Linked DNA regions of Gossypium arboreum: region 1 is linked to region 2. The links are chromatin contacts, called in public Hi-C maps. All regions are on one chromosome and are shown on one strand. Each heading gives the region's core, a stretch centred on a gene start, on an enhancer-like site or on the middle of the called end of the contact. The rest is flanking DNA. Distances are from core to core; before and after follow the strand shown.

Region 1 (7,700 bases), core at 1,628-4,127, 190 kb before region 2:
GAAAAAAAAGGTTGGTCAAGTGTGCATTAGAAGAATTTAGGTGTTTAGATGATGTTATAGATGACACTATACATATATATATATTCGGCCATCAAAGGGAGTACATAGGTGAGGTTGAGTCAAATCTTTTTGTGCACAATCGGGTATGTATATATATATATATATAAGTATGCCCATTCATGATGTTACCTTTAATCATGTGTATAATCGACTAAATGAGTAATTAGTAAGAGGGGTTGCCGAATCTACAAATATACATATGCATGTGTAATTGAACTATAAATGTATAGCAAGATGATTAAACTAGTTTATTTATCTATTAAGCCCGAGAAGTTAAAGAAGGAGAAACAAGCAAGGGCAAAGCCAAGGACATCGAGTAGCCGGGTCGGAACCGTTATACTCAACGCAAGGTAAGTCTTTAAGCACTTGTTGTGAGAACTCCTTGATAGATATTTTTCGAGTGATTCTCCTATTTATTAATATGATTATATGTACAATTTGAATTTAGTAAATTGCTTTACCATGATGAATTGACATAAGGCACAATGTGTGCAAAGACTATGTGGCACTATGTGTGCCGATTGGAAGGTTGAGGCATGAGGCTATCTCAAATGCACTATGTGTGCGATTCACTATGGCACTATGTGTGCGATTTACTATGGCACTATGTGTGCTATTTACTATGGCACTATGTGTGCGATTTACTATGGCACTATGTGTGCGATTTACTATGGCACTATGTGTGCGATTTACTATGGCACTATGTGTGCGATTTACTATAGCACTATGTGTGCGATTTGCTATAGCTCTATGTGTGCGAACATAATAAGCACTATGTGTGCCACATTCGGTTGTGGAAATAAATTGTGCATGAACGAGGTAAGTGATTGAGTTACTAACTAAATATCGAATTGGGATTGTACGGTGTGCGCATAAAATTATCTAGTGCATCGTTGTTCCAACTTGAGGAAACGGATCCAAATCGATTAATGACTTGGCGTTTGATTTGGTTGAAGGATTTGGCATGAGACCGAACCAAAAATTTTAGAAATTGCAGTATAGTTTGTTATGGCTGGAAACATCTATTTTGTATTATTTGATTATTCACTTATGATTGTTATTGTTGATGGTAGAGTAGTGCTTACGACTTCTTGAGTTATGTACTCATTTGGTGTGCTTATTTGTTGTTTATTTAGGTTCTTGATCCATTTTGCGTGCTTTCGGACTGTCATCGAAGTCATCACACCGTCTAGCGACTTTTTGGTATCTTCTTCTTAGATGGTTTAAGAAAACATTTCGGCATGTATAGGCTATTATGTTTTGTTTGAACTTGGTATGTAAAATTTTGAATAGCCACGCGAAAATGGCTTATAAATGTTTTGAGCATAATGTTATAATCATTCGGTATGTATATGCTCATTAAGAGGCATGGAAGTGTTTGGCAATGACCAGCCATAAAAAAAAAGGGTGGTGGAATCATGCTTATATTTTGGACCATATATAAAAAAAAGGGTGGTGGAATCATAGAAACTATGTGTTAGAGAAAGTCTACCCTAGAAAATGATGCTGGCAGCAACAGTGATGTGGATGTGAAAAATCACTAAAAATAGTAGGAATGGAATTAAATAGTGAATAAATTATGTAAATGAACCTTGATGAATCTATTTTCATATGGAAGAAACGAAACGGTTATATGAGTTGTATGTTAAGAGATATTTGGGTTTTAGTGAAACAGGGCCAGAACGGTTTCTGGATTCCCTGTTCCGACTTTGAAAATTCATTATAAATTAACCAGAAATAATTAGGAGTCATACCATATATGTATAAATTCCTCCTTGAGTCTAGTTTCTATAGAAACAAACGGAACCCGTATTGAAGTCCTGCACAGGGAGTTATTCGAGTTGTAACGCATGAAGGTCAGTGTAGTCGGCCCCTGTAACATGGGAGAGTTTAACTAATAAAATGTACTAATTGGCTTGACCAAAAATTCTAGAAAAAAAATATGTAGATGGAAATATGAGTCTAGTTTCAGAAAAAAATTACAAAGCTGATTTTCGAGTTGTAAAACTCAAGTTATGATTTTTGAAGCGACTAGCACACAGATTGGCAGCTTGTCTGGAACTTTTCAATAAGTGGTTTGAGGTCTGTTGACACCTCGTGTTCGACTCCGGCGACGGTCTCGGGTTCGGGGCGTTACAATATAGGAAGTAGTTCTAATAATCAGTTAGAAGAAATTTCTAAGAATGAACATAAATATGTATTTTTCATCATTTGTATCAGAATCTGTTTCTGATATTAATTCATATATATGGTGCGAGAAAGAGGGAGAGAGATGGGTCTAGGGAAAAGGGAGAGGACGAGTGTAGGGTAGGGATTTTCAGTTTATTTAATATTAATATAATATTTTAATTTATTATTATATTTTTTAAAATATTTATTTTATATATTTTTAAATTTTATAATTTATATATTATGATTTCTTGTCAATAATATATTTTTATTTTTATATATTTTTAAATTTATTATTATATTTTTAAAAATATTTATGTATTTTATATATTTCTTTAAAATTTTTAGAATTAGGATCAAATTGAGATAATTGTAAATTTCAAGGTTAATTTTTAAAATTATGATTAAATTGATATAATATGTAAAAGTTGAGAGTTAAATTTATTATTATATCAATTTTTTAATTGTTATATTAAGTTGCTGCTTGTGATTTTTAGAAAAGTGACTAAAATAATCAAATTATTTAATATAAATACTTAAATTATAAACCTTTTATTTTAAGTGCCTAAAATAAAAAAATTTTGATATTGGGTTAATTACATAGTTTACGCTTTAAAAAATACAATGTTGTAGGATTGGATAAAGTTGACAGGTAAATTACATCTCAACTAATCCCAAAAAGAAATTAAAAACAAAACTTGGGCGCTGGCTTCCGTACGACGGCGTTTTAGGTCCCCTAATTTTCAGATAAAGACCGTTAGGTGTAGTTTGACAAGTAAACTCGATTCAACAACGCTCAAAACCCAATTCTTTTGTATTTGATACCATAGAGTTTTGTTCCCGGAATCCCGCGTGATAAAAATGTTGAATTTCCCAGGTAATTCTTTCTTTTTTTTGGGTCTTAGATTCTGCTAATTAGTTTGTTTTTTAAAGTTAATCAGTTCTTGGATTTGATTTTTATTTTCAGTCTTTCTTATCAATTTAATTGAAAACCCTAATTTCATCAATTCATGAACGATTCCCGCTCTATCAATCTTTGAAGTTTTGAAAATTATGATATATGTACTTTTTTGTTCTTTATCAGAGCTGTGGATATGAAAGAAAAGAAAACAATCTCTCCACTTAGGCGCATTTTAGTGAATTGTACGGCACAGGTTTGTCCATGAAGTCTCAATTTGTTCTACTGATTTAGTATCATTACATCTAGTTGCGGGATTTTCTTTTTTTGTTTGCAGTACGCTTTAAGTTCATGAATGAGTAATTTTAGGTTGAAAATGAACAAAAATATGATTGCAGAAAGATATTACCTTGAACCTGCTGTTAAATTCTGCTTGTGGTCAGCTCATTGTTTCGATTACAATTGTGTCTTTTCAGGTGAATGAATACGGCGCCTGTGTTGCAGCAAAAGTTCCTGAAGTTGAACGTGATATGTGTTTGAAAGAATTTCTTGCACTAAAGACTTGCATGCAGAATACGGTATCCATATTTTAGGATTGTTTAGGAACATATTTTTATATTAAAAAAGAAATACACCGTATTTGATAATTGGGTTGCAAAGATCTTATCCTTTTCGTTCTTGAAAAACTGTGCTAAGATTAATGTTTTCAACTTTCTTTTGATTTATAGCTCCGGGGAAAGGTGTAATATTTGGAGCTTTGGGTTTGCAGTTTGTATGATAAGGTAAACCCAATGAACTTTTCTGTTTATTCTTTGATGCTAGTTTTTAAGTTATGATACATTCTTTCTTTTGTACTGATACTATCTTTTGTGCTTTATTGGTGTTATTATTCACCAGCAATTTGAATTTTCAGGCTAAAAATACAAGATAACCTTAGAAAGATGGCCTGGAAAGCTTCAAGTTCGCAAGCTAGTGTTGGTGGTCTGGGATCTGGTGCTCTATCACATGTTTTCATACAATATCCCCCTCTCCGTTGCAACATTCCTGGATCAAGAGGTTTCTATTATGATGATGGAAATAAATTACTCATCTCTCCTACATCTGACCAGGTTTAATAGTTCTGAACTTAAATAGCATTGTAGAAGCTTTTTAAATATTGCAGTTCCATATTTTACATTCTTTTCTGCACAGATCTTTTCGTGGAAAACTGCTCCATTTTCTCCTCTTGCTGCCCCTATCACTGATTCGATAACTGAAGGGCCTATCTGTTCTGTCCGGTTTTCTCTAGATGAAAAGATTATAGCAGTCCAACGGTCCAATATTTCTATACAATTTTGGCATAGAGAAACAGAGGAAACTTTCACTCACAGGTGCAAATCCGAGTCAGAGAGTATACTGGGGTTCTTCTGGACAGATTGTCCATCATGTGATATTGTAATTGTGAAGACCAGGTAGGGAGAAGTTTCTTGTCTGTCTTACTTGTACGGTGGATAATGATTTTGTCATTGTGTATATCTCAAACTGATGTTTTACATATGAATTTAGCTTCTACTGAGATATGATTTTCCTGGAAAGGAATAAAATTTTGTATGATAGCAATGTTACTTTGAAGCTGAATTCTCACTTCACTTTAACTTGGATATCTAATGTACAAAGTTTCCATGGTTATACTGGTTACTAGAAGTTTTTGTTACTTGCCAACTATTTGGTAATTACTTTCTTTTTTTTACTTCTCTAAAAGAGGAGCATGACAACTTATAGTTTAGAATCTCTGTCCAAATCCAACCCAACCCTTATTACTCAAACTATGCTTCAGTGTGAAATTTGGAGTTACACTTAGCATGCATAAAAAGGATGTTAAATTCACCTATTCGACATCCTTCTATCCTACCCTAATTATTTATAGCAATGACACTCTTTCAGGCAATGCAACTAGGTAAAGAAGTTTTAGAACTTCTGTATTAGTCATGGCTCTGTGCATTTTCTTTTGCGATTTTTCTATGAAACTCTGCTGTCTTTTCTGCATGGCCAAAGACAGAAGTAATGAATATGAAAACAGAAAGGAAAATGATTATCAATTTTGGGAAGTATTTGTTGTTAGAAATTTTATCTGCCTGTGTGAAGGAGAACAAAGTATGAAAGCTATTTTTGAGGAGATGCTTCTCTAGCATGGATCCTGATTAACCACTGATTTCCTATTCCAAAATCAATTCTCTTGCATTTTATACTTGTAAATTTCATTTAGGAACTTAAATGGATTTTGCATCTTACATAATCAAGTCAACCTTCAAGATCTGCAATCGTCATTGTCCATGTTATTGAAAATAATCATCCTTCTTTTAGCTTTATGCGTTATGTTGTTATACTTATTTCTATTTTTCCTTTTCATGTTTCTACTTGCACCAAAGATTTAATGTACTCTATTTACTGAAATGAAATTTAATTGCAGTGGGTTGGACTTGTTTGCTTATGATTCTACCCCGAAGTCACTTATCTTGGTTGAGACAAAGAAATTGGCTGTTAGTTGGTATGTCTACACACATGAGAGCAGATTGATTCTCCTTGCTTCAGGAATGCAGTGCAAGACGTTCCATGGATTTCAGGTATGGTTATGAGCTTCACCAGCTCTATTTCTAGAATCCTCCTAGATTTAGTCTCTACATTGGCTAGGCTATGTGCCCTATGCACGAAATAAACTTTGAAATTGGTCTTGGTGATAAATGTGAGAAAATGGAAAACTGAAGTTATTCAACTACTTAAGTGCACATGAATACGTAGCATCAAAGTGCACAACTCCCTTCTGATACCTTTAATGAACAGTACAGATAGATTATGATCCTTTTTGTTCCCAGTTCCATTGATTTGACATGTTTCTATCTCTTATCTTCAGCTTTCATCTGCTGGGATTATTCGATTACCAAAGTTTGAGATGGTAATGGCTAAACCTGAAGCTAACAGTAAGCCTGTCCTTGCTTCTGAAGATGTCTATATTGTCACTGTGTATGTTTCTTTCACTGTTTTTGCTTGTATACTAAATTGATTGATAAATGATTTATATATTAATATTTGCTTTTACACTATGACAGTTATGGGAGAATTTACTGCTTGCAAGTTGATAGAGTTGCAATGGTACTGCATTCATATCGGTTTTACCGTGATGCTATTATCCAACAGGTAGGGTTACTCAAAACTGCCTCTAGTTAGTTTCAGGTACAGGCTCTATTCAATTGGTTTTGAGTTGGAATTGTAACCATATTCATTCCATTTGCAGGGTTCATTACCAATTTACTCGAGCAAGGTTGCTGTGAGTGTGGTTGATAATGTACTACTTGTGCACCAAGTAGATGCAAAAGTTGTTATACTCTATGACATATTTGCAGATTCTCGAGCTCCCATATCTGCCCCACTTCCTGTACTATTGAGGGGTTTTCAAAGGTCCGATATTTCTAATTCTCGACCTAGCACCAAGGAAAGTGAAAGTTCAGAGGCCTCTGATTCAAATGATAATGAAGCAATTATTTATGGAGCTGACTGGACCTTTTTGGTTCCTGACCTTATATGTGATGTAGCTAATAAGCTTTTATGGAAGATCCACTTAGACTTGGAGGTAAGTCCTGTTGGTCATACTTTGTTATCTTTTTATAGTTAATTCTCGTAATTACTGCTCCCTTTCTCTCTTTGCAGGCAATTTCTGCTAGTTCCTCTGAAGTTCCATTGGTATTGGAATTCTTGCAAAGACGAAAGTTGGAAGCCAACAAGGTCAATTCTCAGCTATCTTCTTTCTCTTTCCACAATAAAGGGTGATATAATCATTAACCAGTTTTAGCATATATTGTTCCTGCTATTTCAGGCGAAACAACTATGTTTGGCAATTACGCAAACAATGATTCTAGAACACAGACCTATCACCGTGGTTGCCAAGGCAATGGATGTATTAGTCACCTCGTATTCGCTCTCTCTTAAAACTGGCAGTTATTTCAAGGGAATAAAGACTGAGAGGATCCCCTCAAGTGTGCCAAATGTGAGTGGCCCAGGGCAAGCCACAGGTGTATTCACCAGCAGAACCGATGGAAAATCTGTCCAACATGAACCTGCTACCAGAGTCAACAGTGTATCTTTTAGTAGACCTTCAACTTATTCGTCTTCAGAGACGGAGGATAATTGCAGCTTTGAACCATCGAAAATCAGCTCAAATGATACTCAGTTTGTTGGTGGCAAAGTGGATGCAAGTGCTGAAAGTTCTACCACTGATAATCCATTAAATGCTAGTGTTTCTGAGCAGCAGAAGTCTCAGCTCACTTCACCTGCAATTTCACCCGATGAGATGTACAGATCTGTCTTTGCTCCTATTGAGGAAGAGATGACTGTGGAGCCTTCTTATCTGGTTGCCATCATTCTTGAGTTTTTTCGATGGTATGGTAATGATTTGAAGTGGTTTACAACTCTTGTGCATGGCAATTCTAAAGGATTCTTAGAATGTGATTGAAACTTCTAAAGAACTACTTTAATCATATCTGGATATATAAACAAAGCTTCCTGTTGTGGATAAACTGTTGTTTAATCATGTTTGCTT
Region 2 (6,923 bases), core at 469-2,968:
CTTTAGAAATTCACCATAAGTTGTACAAAAATTATTGAGAGTCATAACTTAAATGCATGGATTCCTTATTGAATCTAATTTTAAGGAAACAAACGGCATGTCGTTGGAATTCTATCAGGAGAAATTCGGTTCAGTAGTACACGAGGGTCGAGTAGTCATACCTCAAACAGGGAGACTTTAACTAATAAACTGTACTAAATGGCCCAACCAAAATTCTAGAAAAAATTAGTAAGTAGACATATGAGTCTAGTTTCATATAAAATTTACTGAATTGGATTTAGAGTTTTGTAACTTGAGATATGATTTTTTAACACGGGACTCCGAAAACACATCTGAATATGTGTAATTGTACAATTATAGTGTTTTATCTTGAAAAGCATGGTAGTAATTGCTTATTATTTTCATATGAACTTACTAAGCGTAAAGCTTACCCATCCTCTCCATTTCTTTAGTATTGGCAGGTCGGCTCGGGGTTGGAGATCGTTGGAGGCAAAATCACACTATCAAACTATCATTTTTGGGAAAATTAATTCAAATATTAGAAATATCAAGTGAGTGGCATGTATAGGAAGTTGGTTTGTGATATGTATTTTTATTATGATTTTGACCATACGTATCTGCCTACATTGAGTTATTGTATAAAATCATGAGATGTGGTACATATCTATTATGGTCTATAAGTTTAATTAATCGTGTCATGTCCTATGTTTTGATGTGATGATATAGTTAGCTTTGTTTGTTATGCATGTGTTCGAAAAGTTTTGAATTAAATGAAATTTTATGGTCTGGTTTTCGTCTATGTGTATTGTTAAGTCTGGTAATGCCTCGTACTCTGTTCTGGCCTTGGATACGGGTAAGGGGTGTTACATTTCAAGTATGAGAACCAGAGGTAAAGATTGAAATGGAAAGGGTTGGTGATAACGGTAGCAGTGACGGCGTTGGAGTTTGGGAGAAGAATAAAGAAAGGAGAGAAGAAAAAAAGGAAAAACAAAAGAAGGGAAGGGAAGGGAAAAAGAGAGAGAGAGAGAGCATGAAAAAATTGAAGGGGAGAAAAAAAAATAATAAAAGGGAAGAAGAAGAAAAAATAAAAAATATTTTTTCCACGTGTAATTATATAATTGGGCTCCATTTTATTGGCAATGGTTGACTGATTGAAGTATGAAAACGAAAAAAAAATATAGTTTACATATTCAAATTAATAAAAAAAAAGTTTAAATATAGAAAAAGGGTATAGTATAAGGTAGAGCCCTAACAAAATTTTAGGTCCAATTAATAAGCCTGGGCTGACTTGACCCGAAAAATGGGCCTAAATTTTTGCTCAAGCCTGGTTCGTTCATATTAAAATTTTTATTTTATTTTTATATAAAACTGTAAAAAATAATTAATCAAAAACACTAAAATTAAAATAAATGTTTCTCAACAAATTAAAAATAAATTTAAAAAGTTATACTTAAATAACATTAATATAGGTACAATTTAACAAGCAAATAGCTATAAAATAATAGCAAAATTAATAATAAAATAAGAGTTATATAATATCCAAATAATAATAACAAAATAACAACAAAACATTAGTAAAATGACAATAAAATAATAAAATATTAATTTTTTAAAAGTAAAATACCAAACAAAATTTACAAATTCGGGTCGAGCCAAACTAAATTCAAACCAAAAAAATATTATCCAATACTGAACCCCGTGTCTAAAGTAACCTTATTATTTTGCTCAATCCTATTTTTTGACATATATTTTTTCACTTTTCGAACGAGCTTGTATCGGCCCGGCTAAATATATCCCTAAGTCTTTTCTCTTTCTTCTATCATCATCTTACTCCGACCATCGTCTATCTCCTGTCTCTCGTCTCTACGAATCAGTTTTTCTTTTCTTTTTCTTCTCTTATCATCTCAGTTCTCACCCACCGCCGTGTTCGCTGGTTTTTTGCGGATGTGACCCGTATCCCGTGTCGACACGGTTACGGCACCCCAAATTGCCGAGTCCGGGTAACGAAGCCTAAATCTTAAGGGGGTCAAGCTTTTTCTTCATTAGAAATTGTTTAGTGTAGTGAAACTGCTTGCTTTTGATTATAACCATAATTGAATACAATACTTAGCTTCGATGGGGTCACTCCTAGTAGCTTCCCCTCTACTCCTTCCCTCACTTTCCCGTAGCTTCCTTCCTAAACTCCAATCTCAGCCTCAACATATTAGCCCTCGCATTTCCCTATGTAATCAATACCCTTTTCGCCTTTCATTTCAATCCAGTTTTCCTCGTAAGTCACTATGCTGTCATCGGTCATTAGCAGGGGCTTTTAATGCTTCAAGCGAGGGGACGGTGTCGGTTATCAATATCGAAGATTTTAATGAAAAAGATTGGTCATTTCTTGATTCGGAAGAGTTAAATTCCGAGCAAGCTAAACGAAATATCGACCGCATTACATCTGCCGGAGAAATATCGGAGTCGTCAAGGGTTCTAGTTTCGGTCGGTTCGGAAGGATTTGTGGATCATTTAGTTGAATCATCAACTACCCAATTGTTGCTTGTAGTCCATGATTCTATTTTTTTCTTAGCTGGGATTAAGGAGAAATACGATGAGGTTAAGTGTTGGCAAGGGGAATTGATTTATGTGCCGGAAAAATGGACACCGTTTGATGTCATATTTCTCTATTTTCTGCCTGCCTTGCTATTCGAACTTGACCAAATATTTGCGGCGCTGGCGAAACGTTGTTCATCAGGTAATCCATTTCTAAGTTTTTACTTTTGTTCAGATACTGTTTGCTTGCTATAACTATTTCTGCATATAATTTCATGGTTGGAACCCAATAGCTATGTGTTCTAATGATAGAATGTCGGGTTTGGAGTTCAGACTCTTAGTTTTAGTTATCAGAGTTCAGTGATTGAAAGTGTCAAATAAAACAGGAGGGGAAAAGAAGGCATTTTCACCATTAGAATATCATAGTGGAAACTTCAACCATATGCAAACAAACAAGAAACAAAGGTGTTGAAAGGACCGTAGAAATAAAGATACAATTAGATCTGACATGTCACATGACACTGTATTTCATCAATCACGTCAATTTGGTTAAAATTTTTAATATAATCAATCAATTTGGTTGAAATTTTTAATATAAAGGATTAATTTAATTTTTTATTTAACATATAAGGATTAATTTACTTAATTTTTTAGTAGAGAAGTAAAATGTAATTTGACTCGGCTCAATGGTATTTTTACGAAACAAAGGCTTGGTATATTTTGCAAGTACTAGAATAAGGAGGCAATGCTGCTTCTGTTTTTCATTTTTCTTAAAAGAATTTGTATCCTACACAGTTTTTTCATGTGCGTATGAGGATATTTTTTAGGGATAACAATGGGAAGGGTCGGTTTTTTGCTTGCCTTGATCATGACCCAATTTTTACTTACATATCTGAACACCCTGGCTCTTAACTGTATTTAGTATTTTTAGGAGCTGTTTAAGCCATGACTGCAATATGAGATTGTGAGTGTTACTGTTGTATAGGTGCAAGAGTGGTTATTAGCCATCCCCAAGGGAGGGAAGTGCTAGAGCAGCAACGGAAAGAGTTTCCCGACATTGTAAACGGAAACTTGCCCGACAAAACCACGTTACAGAAAGTTGCAGCTGACCATTCCTTTGAGATGACCGAATTTGTTGATGAGCCTGGATTTTATCTAGCTGTTTTGAAGTTTAGCGAGGCAAATTAGTTAAAAACTTTTTTGGATTTCTACTTAAAACTAGGTGCTTCATTGTTGAATCAAATTAAGTTCGGGTTTTTACTTTTTCATCAAATTAAATTTAGGCAGGTTGGGGTTTGAATTTTTTTCAAACTTGTGTTTATTATTATTACTATTATTATTATTAGGTCTACATAGGTGAACAAGATCCCATACTAACCCAGGAAAGTCTTGGGAGAAAATCTACCCTAATCAATGTCCAAAGTCCAAGCTATAATTGAACTTTACAGGGTTTTTCAAGGATGGTAAATTATTAGTTTGTTAATAGAAACATCTACTTGTTGGAAACTGTTTCTTCTCCTGGAAAGTCCAGCTAGTTATTTTGATTAAATTCGAAAAGCAGATTTGATTTTCGTAATCAACTTCAAATTTGATTATTTATCCTCGAATTCAATTATGAAATCAATACTAAAAACTAAAAATAAAATTGATTAGGTTCAAGCACTAAGATTCTAATAAGTTCGATCTTATTGAGTTCTATTTTTAAAAATTTAAACTGGTTTAATTATATTCAATTAACGTCATTGATTAAAAATGAATTTAATTTGGTTATTTGTGTACAGAGTTCATTTTAAATTCAATACTAATTAAAATTTAAAAAAATTTAAAATCTACTTGAATCAGGGTGCTATTAATAATGATATACGACAAACCATATTTGATATAGATTAAAATCTGAAACAATCTATAATTAAAAAGAAAATAAATCCAAATAATTTCCGAAAAATAAAAACAAAATCTCAAACCTCAACAAAAATATAGAAAGCCCTCAAACCTTAATAGGCACTCTTCCAACATTTTCATTCTCTACATCAAAAATTTAAGGAAAAAAAAAGGAAATGAGAAAATTGAGCAACCATCTAATAAGAAACTATAAACTAAAATTGGGATTTTCTTTCACAGCAAAGACCATTGTATACTGAATTACAAGGTACTCTCAAACTTCCACTTTCTGGGAAATAGGGTAGGGACTGAAATGCCAAACAGTCACCTCTACCTAACTACTTATATTAGAAGAATGAAAACCTTATTCCGTTACTTGCCGCAAACAAACTGTACTCTTCGATAGTGGTCTCTTTTTTATTGCAAGCATGGTCGTTTTCGACATGATAAGCTGAAAATTGAGAAGAAAATTCCCCGGCGATCTCCTCTTTCAGGGGGGCAGGATTGGATTTGCATGCAGTTGAAAGAGCCACCGGCCCACCGAAATGGAACAAGGAAAAGCTAGTGTCATCTGTGTGTGGTTTGGTAGAGACATCATTTTGCCCACCTTCTCCATTTGCTGCTTGTTCAGTCGTATGCAGCCTGCCAGGGGCAAACATCTCAGAATTAACTTCAGTAAAATCATCTTCTTTCCTTGTAACCAGCTTGGGAATCTGTAGTTGATCCTCTGCATACAAGCCATTGGCCTTTGAAACTGGCTGATAAACCGGAACGGGACCAGGATTAAACAGAGGGGTAGCAAAATGCTGCACAGTGCCATATGGCATGCATAAACGTGAGTTCCCATTTACATCATAGCCAAGAGGGCCAGTATAAAAATAGGGGTTTGAAGGGAAAGGCATTAATCCATTGGCTGGTGTTGCTGACCAAGAAACGGGGTTCTGATGGTAGTAACCCATGGTTGAAGGAGCTTGATATACTGGGAACTGTATAGGTTGGTTATGGACTGATGTAAACGTGCCTTGATGTTGAGAACTCATAACAGCAGTCGATTTTTCATTATCAGAAATTGCAACAGTTGTCAGTGGATTTCCAGAAACTTTGTTCCCTCTACTGTCTGGTGAATGCCCAAACAATGCCTGGTATTCCAAAGCAACCCCCCCATTGACATCCTGTTTTTTTTCGATTCCTTTAACCTGACACTCAGAGAAGCCATCTTGAATGCAGACTGAAGAATCTCTCCCATCAGGTGAATGTCCAAACAATGCCTCGCTTTCCAAAGCAATGCCTCCATTGACATCCTCTTTTTTATCAATTCCCTTCACCTGACACTCGGAGAAACCATTTTGAACGCAGCTTGAAGTATCTCTCCCATCTGATCGTTGACTGGCCTCTTCAGAATCTGATGATGAAGATTCTATGTTTCCATTATTTGAAGAGCAGGTATTGCTATCTCCTTCACTAAAGCATGAATAGCAGTTATCAGAACTAGAACTGCTGCTTATCATAGAATGAGAAATTTCTCTCAAGGTAGAGTTTCTATTAGGACGAACTTCAACATCCTCAGATGCAGCATTCAATGAAGACCATTTATCCTGTGCTTCAACATCACAGTTCTCATTTGTTGCAAGGCTTGTGCTTGATGTGTTAACCTTGCTATGATCATGACTGATTTCACCCAAATTTACACTAGCTTCACTTGTGCATGTCTCACCTGATGACTTAACAAAGTCATTATCAAGTCCAGCTCCTTTGTTGTAAGTAGATGACCTCAGAGTAATATCCGTATCAGAGTTGGTCCGGGGGTAATTTCTCTGGACTTCTGTGGGCTCCCAAACTTTATTACCGGAAGGATTGTTTCCTGCAATAATTTTATTTTTTAGCCTTCCACAGTCTTCATGCATGTACTCTTGTTGATTATACTTGTTACCACGATAGACTTGCTTGGACATATCTAATGCAGATTTTGACTTGCTTACAGCCTTGGGTTCTTGGCCTACTCCAGTCACAGAAACATATGGCTCAATTTTGGCTCTGTACTCTTTGTGTTGGCCGCAGCTGCAAGAGTAGATGTCATATCTGTCACTCCGGCTGTTTGGACACTGAAACTTTTCAGGATATTTAACATCACAATTCCGACCATTGGACTTTGCACTGTTTATCCTTAATTGCTTATTTGGTCCATTGATGCTCCTTGAAGGAGCCTCAAAGTTTTCACTTTTATATCTAGCTTCAGATCTATTAATAGGAGCACTTTCTGACACAACAGGAAATCGACGCCGATTGGACCATGTCAGAGATGTATCAAATTGACCATCCTTGCGAAATTTCAATCTCTGTCGAGAAAATTTTGATTGTTCTGTTGGAAAAGAGCCATTCCCATCTTTTACCTTTGTACCTTCTCCATCAGGACTATCAAAAGAGTGATTTTGCAAACTTGATGCCAAATGCCCATCTAAACACTGTTCTCCTTGATCATCTGGATAACCAAGTGTAGACACAATTATATCATT

Evidence for each region. Hi-C and Micro-C count contacts between places; a contact is called where the count stands out from the background.
Region 1: a Hi-C map of leaf shows a contact between it and region 2, with 5 times the contacts expected there. The contact joins the promoter of LOC108483317 here to the promoter of LOC108480692 in region 2. A contact is called at or near these places in 2 of 5 Hi-C or Micro-C datasets (both in leaf).

The regions. Positions count from the first base shown.
Region 1 is chr1:70,934,885-70,942,584 of ASM2569848v2, reverse strand. LOC108483317 reads left to right here and starts at 2,877. Exons shown (of 13, transcript XM_053028991.1): 1 at 2,877-3,106; 2 at 3,604-3,705; 3 at 4,041-4,236; 4 at 4,319-4,578; 5 at 5,577-5,730; 6 at 6,018-6,127; 7 at 6,214-6,301; 8 at 6,399-6,734; 9 at 6,812-6,886; 10 at 6,978-7,540. The coding sequence starts at 4,069.
Region 2 is chr1:70,749,430-70,756,352 of ASM2569848v2, reverse strand. LOC108480692 reads left to right here and starts at 1,718. Exons shown (of 2, transcript XM_017783767.2): 1 at 1,718-2,731; 2 at 3,515-4,035. The coding sequence starts at 2,116. The coding sequence ends at 3,717. LOC108483304 reads right to left here. Exons shown (of 9, transcript XM_017786623.2): 9 at 4,405-6,889. The coding sequence ends at 4,758.